Linked DNA regions of Mus musculus: region 2 is linked to region 1. The links are chromatin contacts, called in public Micro-C maps. All regions are on one chromosome and are shown on one strand. The core of a region is the stretch at or near the end of the contact, and the rest is flanking DNA. Distances in the headings are between cores, read along the strand shown.

Region 1 (4,590 bases), core at 1,086-3,585:
TGAGTAAATGAAAGGCATTTTGAATGCCTGGAGCCAAACAAGTTTGATTTCACAGTGAGGCATCTTAAAAAGCAGAAAGGAAAGATGAGGTCCGGTTACTGCAGAGCTGTGCAGCTCTGCGTTGCAATCCCCAAAACTGCTGAGCATGGACTCTGTGCACCCCTGGCAGGAGACTCAGGTCAGGAGTTCAGAATGTCTTCCCAAGGAATAAATATACTCTAGACATCATCTGAGCATTCAGTTGGGTGACACAGGATGAGCCACAGGGAGCTCAGTCCCTTGTGGTAGACATGGTTAACTGAAGCATTGGCTTTTAGAGAATTCAATTCAATTATAGCGTAGCAGCTTATTTCACTGTTACCCATCCTTTCAAAATGAAAAGTTGACGATAGGAAATGACCTGAGAATGTTTGTGATGAAATGTGAATATAGAAATCAGAATGGCTAGTTTCTTCAGCACTGTAACTAGCCAGGCAGAAGGAACAAGGGATACAGGGAGAGAAATAAGAGGGAAGATGGGCAGGTTTTTTTTTTCCCATCTGTCTATGCTACTTGTTATAATGTTTGCACATTATTTTTTTAAGTACAGTACAGACTTGATGAGTTTTGCTGTTAAGTGGTCTGTTTGTTATAATTATGCTAACACCTGATAAATGGAGAGCCCCCAAGCAGCACCTAGTTTTGCCCTGTACTTTCACTGCAGAGCCTCCAGGGAAGATGGGTATATAAGGCATCCGAGCTTCAGACACTCCAAAGATTTCCAGGACAATCTTGGTGTAACACCAGAAGTACCATACTCAAAGATTCCGAGGAAAACAAACAAAGCAAATCAAAAGAGTCTTTCTTCAATTTTCTTCTAACACATAATGGGTTTTTAAATACAATTTATTTTTGAATAGGTAGGTAATGATTTACTTAAAAGTTTAAAAGATGATGTAATTTCTATATACCCTGTATTCAGCATCCCTGAAATATTAATGTCATACATTAATATAATTATATTTGTTTAGATATGTATGGATTATTACTGGCTAAAGTATACTCTTTATCTATTTCCTTATCTTTACATCAGTGGCCCTTTCTACTTGACAGCTACATCCATGTAGTTATAACATGCTTATTGAGTTGTCATCTCAGGCTGTGTTCATAACTGAGATAGTTTCTTAGACTCCTCTTGTTTTACAACCTTGGATGTCTTTAGGAAATTTGTTAGACAGTTTTGCTTCTTGGACAGTATGCCCAAACATTATTTTTTTTTTCTGCTTAGGCTGAGACTGAATAGGGCCTGGGTCTTTGGAGAAAGACCACAGAGGTCAAGGGTTGTTCTCACTCCTTTCTTTATGGATGCACACAATAAGCATGAATGAATGTCAGATGGTTAGTGTTGACCTTGGCCTCCTGGGGGAGGCACCAGGATGTCTCTTTAAGATGGTTCACCACTTGAGTATCTGCCAAAGGGAAGAGTTTCTTTTTTTAAAAATGTGGCAAAAGTTTATAAGCAGTAAGTCCTTAACCTATGACTAGCAGAATTCATGCTGTTTCCTCTTCTTCTCATATACCCATCTGATACTTATGTGTGCTTATAAATTCATATTATCTCATAGATGAAAGTGCCATAACCCTTCAGAACCACTCAGACACGTTGCCAAGACGTGTGTGGTGAAGATAATCCTGAATCTTTGTGAAGGCGGCTGTGCATAAAAAGTATCCTTCCATTCTACTGACAGCATAGATAAGTCTCACAGAGGTGACAAATCAAAACCGAGCTGTAAGTGATGACAACATGTAGGACATAGGAACCATGGGGCAAGGTCGCACTGGGGAATCCAGTATTTCTAAGCATCCCAGGTCCTATTTGAGTTGTTATTTCTTCCTAGATTAGACCCACTCAGACCACTTAATGAAAACTTGTTGAATGAATAGCTAAAAATTTAATAAAGACCTGAGATCATATCAAAAGTGGCTTCCAGATAAAAACTTTACTCCATAGCTATGCATAATTGTAATTTGTGAACAGAAAATGAATTTGTAAATATGTGCACACACAGTCAACCTGACTGGCAGTCTTTCTTGAGAATATCGCCTATCCATAATCTTTTCCCCCCAAAAGTCTTGAACTTCATTTTTGTGGCAGAGATTGGACAAGCCTGACCTCAGGACCATCTCACAGCTGCGCCCTCCCTTACCCTTGGCCTGAAATATGGAAAAGAGTTGAACCAACTACAGCTTTCCTCTGGAAAGTTGGACTAAGAAATGAGGAGTAAATGACCAAGAAGCAGTTTTACTGCAATTGTCAAATTGCCACAGGCACAGTGAGCCAGAGCCATGTGCAAAAGCTTATGAGCTGTTACAGAGAGGAAAGGCCAGACTGGTCAGGGATAAATATCCTTGAGGGAGACTGCCCTAGAGGCCACACAAGACACATAAAGGAAACCAAGAAGGAAAAAGACCAGGGACTAAACCAGAGACAGACCAAGGACTTTATGACCTTCTGATCCATTTGGGTTTGTGCGACTAGTTTCAGATAATACTTGACTCACTTCCCAAAAGTAGAGTTGGTCTCTATTCCTTAGAGCTCACATAGCTTTATGTAAACCAGCTTCCACAAGTCTCTACCTACTTAGCATCTTGAGCTTTTCAAATCCACTGTCCTTTGCAAAAGAAATATTTTAAGTGTGGTAGGACTCTAAAATTTTTATCTTGCTGTTTTTCACAAGGTCTGTTTAGATGCACAATAGGGAGGGAAGGTGGACCAGCTGGATGCCAGCATGGTATAGTGTAGACAGGCATCTGTCCCAGCTTCACCATGCTACAGCCTTCATAGGAAATAAGAACATCACATTCTATAACTATGCAGAAACGCTATCTGAAAATTAAAAAAAAAAATCCCATAGTGCTAGATGGTGCTGTGTCATCAGCTATCAATGTATTATCCAACTTTGAACCCTGTGAGCTACAATGATGACCAACCTGCCAAGACATGCCTCTCAGTGCCATAGTAGAATGAATACTATGGAGGAACCAGCCACTTTCTGATTAGAATTGAGGCCAACCTCAGAGGAGAGAATTTATGCCTGACACTGAAACCTGGCCAAGATTGTGTGGCTGGGAAGATCAGATGGGAGACCCCATTTCTACTTTACTAAGCAGGGACAGCATCAAATCGCCTCCTAAATACCTGTATTATATCATAGATTAAGGCAGCTCTCAACCCTCATTAGAAAAGCTCTCCCCACCCCACCCCCTTTTTTTGCAGTGAATGGCACTTAAGTAAGAGACAGGTTAATGTAGCCAGTCAGAGTGCTGAGAATGAGTGACTGTGGAAAGATCAGCCCCAAATGGCACATGTGAGATATCACACACACACACACACACACACACACACACACACACACACACACACACACACCGGAGCTCAAGGAACACTGTGGAAGACAGAACAGCAAGAATGCTAGAGCCAGAGGTTGGGAGGACCACGTGAAACAGTGTCACTTAGTCATGAGACAGCTGTCGAACTGAACTCACAGCAGCTGTCACTCTTGTCACACTTGTGTGACTACGTAAGACCTATACAAGTTGGGATAAAATTCTGGCATGGAATTTTAGGGGAGCAGCACATGAGGCCCATCCCTCGTTGAGGAATTACCAACAGTTGAAAGAATTAGAATAGGGAGAGTCAGTTTTCTTCACTGATGTGGCCTCTGGTAGGTTGCCCATGCTCCAGTGGACAGCCCTATATCCATGTGCATGAAGGAAGCACTGGGTGGACTCACTAGGGTATAAAGAGAAGACCTGGAGTTGAGAGATGGACAGGATAGGGGCTCTAGGAGGAGCTGGGGGGAGGGTGTCATCAGGGGAGAAAGTCAATACATGCTCAAGGTAGAATGTTCTGCATAGCAACAGAGTAATAAAACATTAAAGTTGTTAGCTATTCAGACCATCAGCCGAAAAACATAAATATTTCAGTAATTATGCTTCCCTTGAATACAGTCTCTACTTCTCTTGCATAGTAATTTGACCCTTTTCAAGTACATTTATTGGAGCTTTCTTGAATTTAACTTTCTAATTTGAGAAATGATTTTAAATAAACCTATTTTTTTAATTAATTATATAGAATCTTCAATGAATTCTCTAAATAGCCATTCTTTTATTTCATAGCATCTTTTTATTTTATGATTAGAAATAGTACAGTTCTACACAGTAAATTAACAATGAATAAGTAGTCATGACAGTATAAAAATCTCAACTTGTTGGCACCTGGCAGGATTCTGTTTATTGTCAACACAATAGCTATGTAGTTAGATATAGGTGGTTCATTTCAGTGATCACTCACAGACATACTATGTTTCAGGGTATACTTTTTTTTAAAATTGAAAATTTCCAGTGTACCAAAAAATTCTGCTCCAGTCAGAGAAAATAGCAGCCAACCTCCCCAGGGCACTTCCCCAGATATGTCGCACTATTTGCTTTTGCAAAGTATAATAAATGTTGATTAAGTTTCTGAGTTTTCTGATGTTTATTCTGCTATAAATAAAGTTTTCAGTTTATTCTGGGTAAATGAAAACCTCAACTGTACCAGGAATGACCTGC
Region 2 (4,436 bases), core at 1,228-3,727, 150 kb after region 1:
TAAAGTAAAAATCAGAAGATGGATAACATGTTTCTACTCTTAGGAAAATAACACAGAAGTAACAATTAACAATGTCTCACCACACCAGTGTCAGGATTAGCCACAGGGGGACTGCTTTTCTCTCTAGAACTGTAAGTCTAAAGCAGTTTTTTGTATCTTTGTTTTTAAGAGAAACAAATGGGAAGCTGATTGGCTATGCAATCTCTTTTTCCAGGTCTCCCACCTGCTTTAAGTCAGTTACTCTGGGAATGTGACTTGTCCTATTCTTGTAACAGTGGATACTTACATTTTATGACTTGTTAGACAGTATCTGAATGAGTCCAAAGGCAGAAGGTTAGCTTTCCTCTCCATCCCAGTGCCTTCCCAGAGAGCCCAGCAACAGCCTCAGCAATATGGGAAGAAGGCACATTTCCTGCTAAGAAACATCGTACCTTTTTGATTGTAGTTCATAATATAACCATCTCAAAGTGATTCCAAAGCTCATTTTGAAAGGAAATCATTGTTGTCTATGGTATTTTTTTTATTCATATGCTTCTTTGTAACAAAATATGTGGGTGTGCACTCATGTGCATGTGTGTGTTCATGTGTGTGCAAGTGTTTGTGTGCATGTGCGCATGCTTGTGTTCTCTAGTACTCTTTGCCCTTTTCCTCATCTCTCCTCTTCAATCCATCCTTGCTTTACTCACTCAAATTTTAAGACACCTCATATAGTTGAAACCATTACAGGAAAGGAAACTTTTCTCAACATATTCCCTTCATTCTGGAATATGCAGTGATGGGGTGAGATTCTATTACATCTGACAAACACCACACAGGTGTCTATAGGAGGAAAGCAAAGCCAAATGACAACAGGTAACACATACAGAGAATGACCCACAAGGCTGAAGATTCCCAGTGTTCACATCACCCACAGTACTGTAGAATGCAAAGGACACTTGGTGCACAGCTCCTCAGTGAAGGCCAGTTGGACTATGGGTTCAGAAGTCACCTCATTCATAGATAAAAAGTGCAAGGGGACTCATGTGTGTCTTCCTACTGATGTAAATAAAACAATGTGGGTGGACAGCATACCTTGAGGGAGATGGAAAGGCGCTAAGAAACGGAGCCCCTCCTCTGTCCCAACTGCAGGGCGTGTCTCATAAATGGTACATGGATGTGCAGACAAGGACAGACACCCAAAATTACAGCATGCACCGACCTTAAGGACCTTAAATGGTTAAATGAAGCTCAAAATCTCACAGTGACCCTGTCCTTCCGGTGTTTATATGACCCTGGAAAGGGACATGCCTCCATTACAGTGTGCTGAAATCTATCTAAACTCCCAAAAGTACTTAAAATCTTGCATTTATTTGCACTTGTTCTGTTAGTTTTTAAAGTTGAAATCAACATACAATGTTGGCTAGCAATAGACATTAAAGTGTTAAATGTTAACATTTTGAGGTCTTTAATTTCATTAAATCAATTGCAAATGTTGTCACATTGACACTTTTTCAGACCCGTTATTACATAGCATTTGATTAAAAAGAAAAGGAAAGATATGGAGAAGGAATATTTAATCTAGTTGCCATCTGTCACATATATTCAATCCTGTAGGTATTGTGTGATAATTATTTCTGCTCTGTGTGGCTTGGGTGGTGAAGGCGGATTTACTTTGTATCCATTATTTATAACCGAAGCATAATGTGGGTTTCTAGGGAATTGCCTAGAATTTCAGGCTCATGTTTACAACTAACAAATGTCACACAACAGAAGGATAAAAACTGTTTCAAAGGCAAAATTGTTATTTGAGGATGTATGGAGCCTCCTGAAAAAGAGGTATTGGTTGGATGCTTACCCTGGGAAACGCTCTGGGGAGGGCTAATGCCCAGAACTACTAAGGCAGGCAGAGCAGGATGCAGACACACTGTCCCAGAGCACCAAGGAAAGAATGGCTAGGCGGGACGATGCATTGCTGTCTTTAAAACATCTTCGTGTTCTTGGAACTTTCCTAAGCAAAAGACTGAGCAGAGTTTCCTCGGGCTGTTGTGGTCAAGCCCGTGCTGCTTTTTAAATCAAGCTAACATTGGCACTGGTTTCTGAGCAATGTGGAAGTTATTGTAAAGGCCCACGTTTAGTTATAAGGCTACCCCTCTCTGCGTGTGCTTTCCCGGGGTGTGTCTAAAGGTTTCTGCTGAGTCACTGCAGCCCCACACTGAACAGTCAGCTTTGTGGTACTGCTCATGGACAAGTAAACACTGAGACCTTGTTTTAGTTTCAAATAAAAAAAGAAACTGTCTCCATTTCTTCTTCTTGAAGGCATGTGTAAGAGGTTAATTCCCTGCTCCTAGCCCGGTTAAGACACACACACCTGAGGAGGCTTGAGAGAGCTTCCTTCTTCAGATCTAGGAAAGGAAATTAGCAGTTGCTAGACAACATTCATCGCCAAGGAAACGCAGAGGGAAAGCAGGTGAGAATCTGCCTCTGCTCATAACTTTGTATGACTCTCAGTGCGCTCACTCCACCCGAAGGGCGGCCATTAACCTTGTGGCCCTCGTCAATTGTTTTGTGTAATTTTCTGCGATGCAGAGATGACAATGATATGCACAAAAATAGATTTCCAGAACCTGTGTGGGATTCTCTGTATGAAGGGTCACACATCGGTTATGTCAGCCAGTGTGGGCATGTGGATGTTAACTTTTGCTTACAAACCAATACAGTGTTATCGGCTTTCTTTCTTGGGTTGTCTCAGTCCTGCTGTCAGTCATTTTCAGTTCCCTCCTGGGTCCCCTTGGCATCTTTATATCAGGCAAGAGCATTGCTCTTGGGTTGGGCAGTAGCTGTGAGTACTTCCACACCCTGTGAGATGCTACAGCATCATCCTGTCTGTTTCTTACCTCAGTTCTAAAATTGACCATTTCTCTAAATAGTTTCAGTTCCGTTTACTGGACAATGATATTAGAAATCAAGGAAGTGCATCTTACAAGTGTGTGCACTTATACACTAATATTGCTGCATGTGTTTGTATCTGTTTTAAGCCAAACACATAATGTTGTCTCTGATTCTAACCTAGTGTCACTAGTATCAATATATTGGTGCCTTTTTGCTGTCTACAACCTTCTACTCCAGTATCGGAAAAACCTGGCTCTAAATATCCACCATCTATTTAATTACTTAGTTTTGATATGCTTCTATAATGACCTATATTTAATCACACATCTAAGGGATCTAATTATATCGACAAGGGCGCAGTACTCCCTTGTCCCTTTCATATTGTATTTTACATACATACCAGGGTTCTTAGGTTATTACCTTTACCCTACCACATTCCATACAATTTTGTAATGCATTTAGAGAATATGTCATAGCCTAGGTTTTGTCCTGAGATGTTCAAATTCTTTCAGTGATCAAAACCAAACAACAAACAAACAAGAAAACCCCAAAGCCAATCTGTGTACTTTAAGGTTTACAACATGTGTGTGTGCTCACATACACACGCATGTGTGCTGTAAAGTTCTACACCCTGCTCACGGAGCTATAGAGAAACTCCTTTATGAATGTACAGCACATTTGGACTTCCTTCCAAAAAGTACAGTATGAAAGGGGTGGGGAGAAGAGTAACTTCACAGTAGAAAACGAGGCAAACTGATGGAGGCGTCAGTCTTGTTTGGCTTAACATATATACAAACAAGTGCATATAGGCAAACTGCCTCTTCCAGGAGGTTAAGGGTCAGCATCGTGAGCCAAGTTATCCTAATGAAAAAGAATTTGCTCCGAACTGGTTATAGATGGTCGTTCGGAGCAAGTTCCTTTTCATTAGGAAACAATCCAGAAACTGCCTCACTTGGGGATCCATCCCATAAACAACCACCAAACCCAGACACTAGGCACTTGCCAACAAGAGACTACTGACAGGAGCCTGATATAGCTGTCTCCTGTGAGGCTCTGCCAGTGCCTGACAAATACAGAAGTGGATGCTCACAGTCATCCATTGGACAGAGCACAAGGCCCCCAATGAAGGAGCTAGAGAAAGTACCCAAGGAGCTAAAGGGGACTGAAGCCCCATAGAAGGAATATCAATATGAACTAACCAGTACCCCCAGAGCTCCTTGGAACTGTACCACCAATCAAAGAAAACACATGGTGGAACTTGTGGGTCTAGCTGCATATGTAGCAGAGGATGGCCTAGTCGGTCATCAATGGGAGGAGAGGCCCTTGGTCCTGTGAAGGTTCTATGCCCCAGTATAGGACAATGCCAGGACCAGGAATGGGAGTGGGTGGGTTGGGGAGCAGGGGGGGAGGAGGGGATAGGGGATTTTTGGAGGGAAAACTAGGAAAGGGGATAGATAACATTTGAAATGTAAATAAAGAAATATCTAATAAAAAATATCCCCAGGAAAAAAGAAAGAAAGAAAGAAAGAAAGAAAAAGAAAGAGAGAAAGAAAGAAAGAGAAAGGGAG

Evidence for each region. Hi-C and Micro-C count contacts between places; a contact is called where the count stands out from the background.
Region 2: a Micro-C map of muscle stem cells shows a contact between it and region 1, with 2.7 times the contacts expected there. The contact joins two enhancer-like sites. A contact is called at or near these places in 5 of 484 Hi-C or Micro-C datasets (the C2C12 cell line, muscle stem cells and uterus).

What each region holds. Positions count from the first base shown.
Region 1 is chr10:21,629,381-21,633,970 of GRCm38.p6, forward strand. No RefSeq gene overlaps it. Among named protein-coding and RNA genes, the nearest start is that of 1700020N01Rik, 39 kb to the left of the region's middle. Within about 2 kb of position 2,336, at least 8 of the 459 cell types and tissues checked have an H3K27ac peak or open chromatin away from gene starts, as enhancers often do. A contact at or near this core is called in muscle stem cells, where this site is marked.
Region 2 is chr10:21,774,479-21,778,914 of GRCm38.p6, forward strand. No RefSeq gene overlaps it. Among named protein-coding and RNA genes, the nearest start is that of Platr6, 82 kb to the right of the region's middle. Within about 2 kb of position 2,478, at least 97 of the 459 cell types and tissues checked have an H3K27ac peak or open chromatin away from gene starts, as enhancers often do. A contact at or near this core is called in muscle stem cells, where this site is marked.